Linked DNA regions of Podarcis muralis: region 2 is linked to region 1. The links are chromatin contacts, called in public Hi-C maps. All regions are on one chromosome and are shown on one strand. The core of a region is the stretch at or near the end of the contact, and the rest is flanking DNA. Distances in the headings are between cores, read along the strand shown. Region 1 holds the start of NKIRAS2 (NFKB inhibitor interacting Ras like 2). Region 2 holds the start of METTL16 (methyltransferase 16, RNA N6-adenosine).

Region 1 (4,320 bases), core at 335-2,834:
ACTCACCAACCACATGATTCCCATAGAGGAGCTGCTCCAGGATAGAGGTCTTCCCAACAGACGCTTGCCCACATACTACCACTTTGCAGCTCTTCCCCATCTTCTGGTCGGTGGGGGAAGAGGAAGAATGCAAGAAGCTGCAAATGGAAGGCATGCGGTGAAAACATACGTACGCATACAAACACCCACACATCTCTGTGTGGGCGCAGGAGCAAAGGAAGGACCAAAGGACATCGGTCTGTCTAGCTCCGTATCGTCTATGCGGACTGGCAGAGGCTTTCCAAGGTTTAAGGCAGGAGTCTGTCCCCAGCCATACCAAGAGTTGCCGGGGTCTGAACCTGGGACCTACTGCAAGCAGAGCAAACACTCTGTCGCTGAGCTATGTGCCTGAGGCTGTTTTTTGGAGTTTCAGGGAGGGACTTCCAGCAGAACAGCCAGGCTGCCTGGAGCCCAGGTTTGTACCAGCAAATTGGGGGAAAGGGCGTGAGCAGGAATGCAAGCGGCCCTAAAAGGATCAGTCGTCTGGGGAAAGACACACTGCAAGGTCCAGCAGTCTTGCTTTCAACTGACCCCGTCAGGAGCTCTAGAAACTTATCTCCAGCTTTGCGAATCCGATTCACACATTTTATTATTTGAGGAACGTATCGTTTCAATGCTGGAATGTATCAAATGTTATCCTGCAATCTGATTTAATCACGTCCATGCATTTCTTTATTTTTTAAAATTATTAAACAGTTTCAACATAACAATTTATCAATCCAGGCATTCAATTACATTATTTTTTCCCTTCCCATCCCTCCCTCTCCCTCCCACCCAGGGCTTCCCTCAGCTCCCCTCTCTGGTTTCTTTGCACATATTATTCTCTCCATATTATAAAATTGTACATATCCTTGCCTTGTCTATCATATATTCGACTAATAAATTTGTGGATGTTTATTCAAAGCCTGCTAAGGAGTCCAAGTCATGCGTTTCTTGCCCATTGCACAGGAAAGAAAAGTTTTCATTGTTGTTGCCAAAAGGTCGCTATTTTCATCTTGCATACATTTTCTACATCACATAGAAGTGTCAAAGTTCACTAGACTTTTGCCCCACTATTCCTGATTCTTTTTACTCCGTGCCCGGCTGAGGATCCACCTTGCATCGAAGTAGGCTCTAATTCACAAAAGGTTAGGCCAACAACGAACGCATTCCTCTTCAAGGCACTGCCAGACTCTTTTCCTTGTGTGTCATACAGGTATGCTAACCAGAAAGCCTGGACTGGTGGCTGTTCCCTGTTGGGCCTGTGCACAGGTCTGCTGTCACATAAACGAGTGGCATAAACCCTTGGTATGACGTGAGCATGCAATTCCACACTGATCTTGCTTTTCTCAGTGGTGCATCCTGTTTTGAGAGCTTCATCTGAGAAAGTTCGGCTGATCCTGATCGGCTGATCAGCACACACACCTGCATGGGGCTATATGGACTTACCTTCCCAAAGCGCCTGCCCCTTTGTTTCGTTACTTTCTGCCTTCAGCTTCAGCCTGGAGAGGAACTGAGGGCCAACAAGTCAGCGGAGCTAGGAGAAGTGGCAGAACCAGAAGGATGCAGCCCACAGCTCCATCTAGGGTTGCATGTGAAATGTTGCTTTGCTATACTATGCTCTGCAACTGCCAAGGAGTCACCTGGAGAGCTTCAGCTGCAGAACACTTAAGACAGCAGCACACATTGCACAGTGCGGAAGAGTTGCACAGTGCGCAGTGTGTGTTTCTGTGGGACGGGGGAAATGGTGGAATACCACAACACAGAGAATGGTTATGCGCTGTGGTCACACTTTTTTCACAATTAACTTATGAATTATCTGCCACAAGGTGGATAGCCACTGGCTGCTTTCCCCTGGGAAAACCTGCTGATAATAATAATAATAATAATAATAATAATAATAATAATAATAATAATAATAAATTATTTATATCCCGCCCTCCCCAGCCGAAGCCAGGCTCAGAGCGGCTAACAACAATAAAAGTAACACAGCATTTTAAAATCAATTCATTTTAAAATCAATTCAGAATCAAATTAATGGCAACCATTGGGCTAGAGTTCTGTGAGGATTACCAAAGGACTGTGCCTTGGCCAAAGGCCTGATGGAACAGCTCTGTCTTGCAGGCCCTGCGGAAAGATGTCAAGTCCCGCAGGGCCCTAGTCTCATGTGACAGAGCGTTCCACCAGATCGGAGCCACTGATGGGAGTTGGATCGGATTTACCACTGAATCAGAACAAACAAGAATGGTGGGGTAACCTAAAAACCTCTTGGACCCATGCTTTCTAGGCACAGCACAAGATGAAGTGTGGGTGAACCCTAAGATGATTAAAAATACATTAGTCGAGGATAGGTTTGTTAACAACCATTAGCCATAAAAAGCCACCATTAGTTATGCTAGCTAAATGAAAATCTAGTGTTCTAAAGCTATATAGCAGGGATGAAGAACCTGCAGCAGCCAGCCACTTTTTTGGACTACAGCTCCCATAATCCCTGACCATTGACCATGCTGGTTGGGCCTGATGGGAGTTGGAATTCAAGCTTTGAGTGGACCAGATGTTGGAAATGAGGGCTATAGGAAAGTTATCACTGCCCATATGGTATGTTTCTGGTGTGTTTCTCAGGGTGATCAAATATATTTATATAAAATGTTAGTTATGTTCTTTTACATAGGGTTTTCCCCCCTTTAAAGTGATGAATCCAGCTGAGTTCAACGAAACTCCTTCTTAAACAGGCATAATTAAGGACTGAGGGAACCCAATCCCAGCAACAAGCCCCAGTAAGTACAAGCCAGCCTCAGGTTTTGGTTTTTTCTTGTTTAAATTGTCCTTTTATTGATTTTGTAAAAAAAAAAAAAAAATTACAAAGACTTACAAACTTGGTTGTATGTGAACATATAGCAATAAAGTAAAACAGTTGCAACAATTATCATTTTTTACTTGTGGACTGACATGAGAGAGAACGAATGTCAGAGCATCATATTATGATGTATAACAACTTGTTAATAAAATAATAATAATAATAATAATAATAATAATAATAATAATAATAATACGCAACCCATCTGGTTGGGTTGCCCCAGCCACTCTGGGCGTCTCCCAACACGCATAAAAACATAATAAAACGTCAAACATTAAAAATTTCCGGATACAGATCAGATTTGGATTGGTGAGCACGGGCAAATAATAATTATCCATCTTTTGAGTCCCTTTTATGCTTATTACTCTCACGGGTTGAGGGGGCTCCTCCCGCCACACAGGGGAAAAAAAGAGGAGCCGGGGTTCGCTCTTGGCGGACTCCAATCCTTCCTCTCCTTGTTCAGCCAAGCCGGAAGTGGGCGTTCTACCCGCCACGACTCGTTCTCCGGAAGTGGACGTGTGAGCTTCCGTTCCCGTCCTCCTTTCGCTCTCGCTCTCCCGCTCTCTCTCCCTCTCCCTTTTCTCTCTCCCTTCCCGGCTCGCCGGCCGTTGATCGCCTGCAACAAGGAAGCCAAGATGGCGGCGGCGGGAGGAGGCGAGTGCGACGTGATCATGACGCCCGCGGCGGCGAACCTGGTGGCGCCTTCTCACCCTGAGGGGCCGGCGATGTTGAGCGACGAGGACGAGGACGCGGGGACGCGCAGGTAAGAGCCTCCGCCCGAGGGCCCCCTCCGGGCACACTCCCCACACGGGTTCTCCCGTCCCCTCGAGCGGGGGGGGGAGGAGACCCATGGAGGGGGGAGGGGCTGCCTCGGTGTGCGGGTGGGGGAGGGGAGAAGGCGGCGAGGGGCGGGGCCTGCACTGCAGGTGAGGGGGGGGAGTAAGCGGGGGTTGGGGGGTGCGCGCGAGAGAGAGGTGCATTGTCGTCAGCTGTGCCCCCAAAGGACCGTAGGATAAAGCCAATTAATTGTGTGTATTCCCTGTAGGTGTCGCTGGACTACAACTCCCATCATCCCTTAGATGGCCAGGGGGGTGATGGGAGCTGTAGTAGTCCATCAAGCTCGTGGGGGGGGGGCAAGGCTGAGCGAGACTGGTCTGTGTGGACCCGTGTGCTGCTTCTGAAATGCCTGGTGCTGGGAGGGTGACTCATGGGAGGGGGGCTACCCCTCAAGAGTCTGCCTTGCAAGGAGAACGTCCCCGGTTCAGTCCCCGCTGGCAACTCCAGGTTGGGCTGGGGAGAGGCTTCCTAGGCTGAAACCCCGGAGAGATGCTGCCAGCCAGCGTAGGCAGTACTGAGCAAGATGGGCCAGCGGCTCTGACTTGGTATAAGGCAGCTTTCTATGTTCCTAGAAGGTTCCTCCTTTAATTCTCCACTTATTAGGCTTT
Region 2 (3,998 bases), core at 983-3,482, 230 kb before region 1:
TGCACAGCAACTCGTTCAAAATGTGAACAGCATATGCTTTTATATTCCTTCAGGTGTGGCAATTCAAAGCGATTCTATGTGGCAGGCATGTGTTTCACAGGGAGCTGCTGATCACTATTCTACCAAGAGTGGCAAATTTGAAACAGGTCTGTGAACTCCCATCTCATTGGACAGGAATGACCAGGTTGCATCTTTTCCCCCTCTGCTAATTTTGCAACAGCCTAGAGGAACCGGGTCTCCAGTATGAATGATAAGAGAAGAAAGAACTTGGTCCACCAATAGCCATCTTGTTACTTCATCTTTACCCGATTTACACCAGAAATTTCCACTGCAGTCTTGATCCTGGAAGGTGGACGTCATCTGAGAGGGTGTTGGATCATGTATAAATAGGCTCTGAGCACAGCCCTAAATCCCTGTCCTGGGATATACCTAGGTGTTGACAAGGTCCCCAACTGTGTCTTGCTATTTTAAGTGGCTGATAAGTTGCTTTCTAAACTGACCCCTCTGCATCTTAGCAATGAAGATCCAGGAAGATAACTCTGTTGGGGTCAGTGAGGGCTCTTCTTGCCCATTACCAATGTTATCCAAGCCAATCTAGTTTTCTTCTGGGGTCATGTTAAGTACCCCCCCCCCCATGCTTGTCCTTCCAGTAGAAGCACCAAGGAGTGGACAAGGGTAACTGTTGGACATAATGGTTTTGCAAATACCATCTCCAGATTTAGGGCAGTGTAGCTGGTTGTTCCCCTGCACACTGCTCCGATCCAAGGGGGCACAAAATAATAGTAACAGTAATACCTATATTTATATGAATACCTGCTGAGATCCATAAAAAAGCAACTGTACCAAAATGAATTATTGTGAAAATAATATTTCGGGACGGCACCAAATTTTGTCCTCACTCCAGGCCCAATATTACCAAAGTCCACCTCTGCAAATACCATCTATTCTAATGATGTTTTTATTAACAGGGAATGTTTCTAGTCTTGGAAGATGTTAAGATTTCTCCAGAATGTGTGCATTGTATGCTAAGAGCTGGAAGTATCCCAAGGCAGCCTTGAAAACTTTTTTTTAAAAAAAAAAATTAGCTGCCTAGATCTGTATTCCCTCATCCAAATTCTGCCGGGTTCCGCTGCCGCTAGTCAAAGAAAGTAGTGTCGGGCTATATACTAGCCTCACTCAGTGTAAGCTACAATCATGTTCATAACTGGTGTTTTCTTTGATACTGTTTGCTAAACGCGACAGCAAAAAGCAGAAGCGTCCCTTCCTATTTGTGTGGCTATCCAAAAAGTCCAGGAAACATTTAGTACAATAATCTTAAGCGGAGCTTGGGTGAATGAACAGTTCATCCCTGACAGAGATTTATGTATAAGCTAAACAAGCTATAGCTTAGGTGGGGCCCCCAAAAAAAATTAAAGGGGGGGGAATGGATGTACATTTCCAAATGTGGGTGGCGCTGTGGGTTAAACCACAGAGCCTAGGACTTGCCGATCAGAAGGTCAGTGGTTCGAATCCCAGTGACGGGGTGAGCTTGGTCCCTGCTCCTGCCAACCTAGCAGTTTGAAAGCACGTCAAAGTGCAAGTAGATAAATAGGTACCCCTCCAGCGGGAAGGTTAAAAAAACAACGGCATTTTCGTGCGCTGCTCTGGTTCGCCAGAAGCGGCTTAGTCATGCTGGCCACATGACCCGGAAGCTGTACGCCGGCTCCCTTGGCCAGTAAAGCGAGATGAGTGCCGCAACCCCAGACTCAGCCACGACTGGACCGAATGGTCAGGGGTCCCTTTACCTTTACATTTCCAAAATATAAGATAAAAAACAATTAAGTAAAACCTACACACAGCAACAGTGTTTTGTGTTGTGTAGGCTCCTATTTGTTATGTGCAAATGGCTTTAGATACCTATTAGGTCCATATAGCATCTATTCAACACCAAAAAAAACAGCGACAATTTGTTGTTGACAAAGGACAGCTGGACATATAAAGGGCCCCATTACCTTCAGTAGCTTAGGGCCACATCAAACCTAAATCCGGCCCTGGGTGAACTAAGTTACTAAGAGATCCCTGCATTGAGGGAGCTGGGCTACTGGGTGACCCTGGAGTCCCTCGGAACTCTATGGTCATATGTGAACGCGCGCAGGCGCAGCTGCCGCTCTTTGTGAGGGGACGGGAGGACTTTTTAACCATAGAGTTGCCCAGCGGGATAGCCGGGCACAGCAACCCCTCGTCGCCTGACTTCCTGTCTGTGTCTGTGTGTGAGGTGACGGCTGTACCGGAAGCGCAGGGCCGCCTACAACTCTCGGGCTTTTCTCCCATTCTCTGCTCCTCCGCAACTTCTTCGCCTCCGGGGACGACGACGACGACGACTCGGCGCATCTTCTGCGAGGACTGCTTGCTGAGGGGGCCCGGCATCCTGAGGGGCGAGAGATACCGCGCAGCGCAGGCCTTTTCGCGCACGAGACGCGCGCGTGCTGCGCGGGCGCCTTTACCTGCCAACAGGTGTTTCGTTTCCCAGAGCGACCCCCGTCCGGCCCGCGCTCCCGGGATGGCCCTCAACAAATCAATGCACGCGAGGAACAGATACAAGGACAAGCCGCCGGATTTCGCTTACCTGGCATCCAAGTACCCGGAATTTAAACAACACGTGCAGATAAATTTGTCCGGGAGGGTGAGGTAAGTTCTCAGTAGCATATGCATGTATTCTGTATAATAGAGTATAATATAGTAATATTATTTATTTATTTATTTATTTGAAATCAATTTTTTAAAAAGTTTCAGGAGAGTCTTTATGTATGTTACAGTTGCTGCCAGAATTCTAATCGCAAAAGGCTGGAAGGGAGAGGATATTTCCATCTAAATTAGAATGGCAAAACAAAATGAGAGAGTGCGCTGAACTGGCGAGATTATCAGCAAGGTTAAGGGACGTTACAGATGGAAAATTTATCAGAGAGTGGGATATATGCAGAGTATATGTAAAAGAACATTGTCAAAAAGATCAATCCGTTGGCAGGTCTTGACTGAGCTTCGGTGTGTAGGTAGGATAATTTTATAAAATAAAATTTATAGTAAGTCAAATAACATGGAGAAAGTAAAGTTTAAGCGCATATTTAAGGAAATTAATTCAGGAACTCAAGGGGAAGATCGGAGGTCTTTTCAAATTTAATCACAGATGGATGTACAAAGCAAGTACTAGTTAAAGAATGAATAATTGTTTATTTCATATTTTGCCTATAACATCTATTGCATACTTCTGTTACAAAGTTTTCAACCGATAAAGCATTTAAAAACTGGAGGGGGGGAGTGAAATCATTTTTATTTGATTTTACAGATATGAATTTATAACATTCCAAATGCATATCCATATATAGAGATTACTCTGAATCTTGAGACTTCCCCCCCCCATGGGTCCTATTGTCAATATTTACAACTGCATATTATTCCATACAAAAATAATAGTATTGTTTTTATAATATAGTAATATTATAATATAGAAAATAACACTATAAATAGTATCTATAGAAGTAATATTATAAATAATAATTTTATTCTTCTCAGTAGCCTAATATAATGTAACATAATTATAATTATATTAGGCTGCCAATAAGAATCGCACTTCATGCCGATAGCAAAAAGGCAAGGTTTTTTTGTGGGGTTTTTTGCCCTGCATCCAAAAACTTGAGCCACTTGGGGGTTAGAGGAGGAATCACAGAACTGTAGAGTTGGAAGGGAGCCTGCCCCCCCCCGGGGGCATTTAGTCCAACCTGCTGCAATGCAGGAATCTTTTTACCCTATGTGGCGTCCAGTGCCACGTTACTCAGATTAAGTGTCTTATGCTCTACCAGCATAAACTGGAGTTTATGATATGCGTCGTGTTCATTTGCAGGCACGGGCCTGGTTCAGCCTTGGAAATAAGCCCACAAATGCTACTACAGTCATACCTCGTGTTGTGCTCTGCTCTTCTTACGGACTTTCAGCTTACGAACATGGCAAACCCAGAAGTGTTT

Evidence for each region. A called contact is a pair of places that touch in the nucleus more often than the background predicts.
Region 2: a contact with region 1 is called in a Hi-C map of blood, with 8 times the contacts expected there. The contact joins the promoter of METTL16 here to the promoter of NKIRAS2 in region 1. A contact is called at or near these places in 2 of 3 Hi-C or Micro-C datasets (blood and tail).

What each region holds. Positions count from the first base shown.
Region 1 is chr13:39,709,759-39,714,078 of rPodMur119.hap1.1, reverse strand. It overlaps NKIRAS2 (NFKB inhibitor interacting Ras like 2), which reads right to left and starts at 1,584. Exons shown (of 4, transcript XM_028703089.2): 1 at 1,468-1,584; 2 at 7-137. The coding sequence starts at 100. DNAJC7 (DnaJ heat shock protein family (Hsp40) member C7) reads left to right here and starts at 3,375. Exons shown (of 14, transcript XM_028705180.2): 1 at 3,375-3,638. The coding sequence starts at 3,511.
Region 2 is chr13:39,943,271-39,947,268 of rPodMur119.hap1.1, reverse strand. It overlaps METTL16 (methyltransferase 16, RNA N6-adenosine), which reads left to right and starts at 2,232. Exons shown (of 9, transcript XM_028703088.2): 1 at 2,232-2,667. The coding sequence starts at 2,540.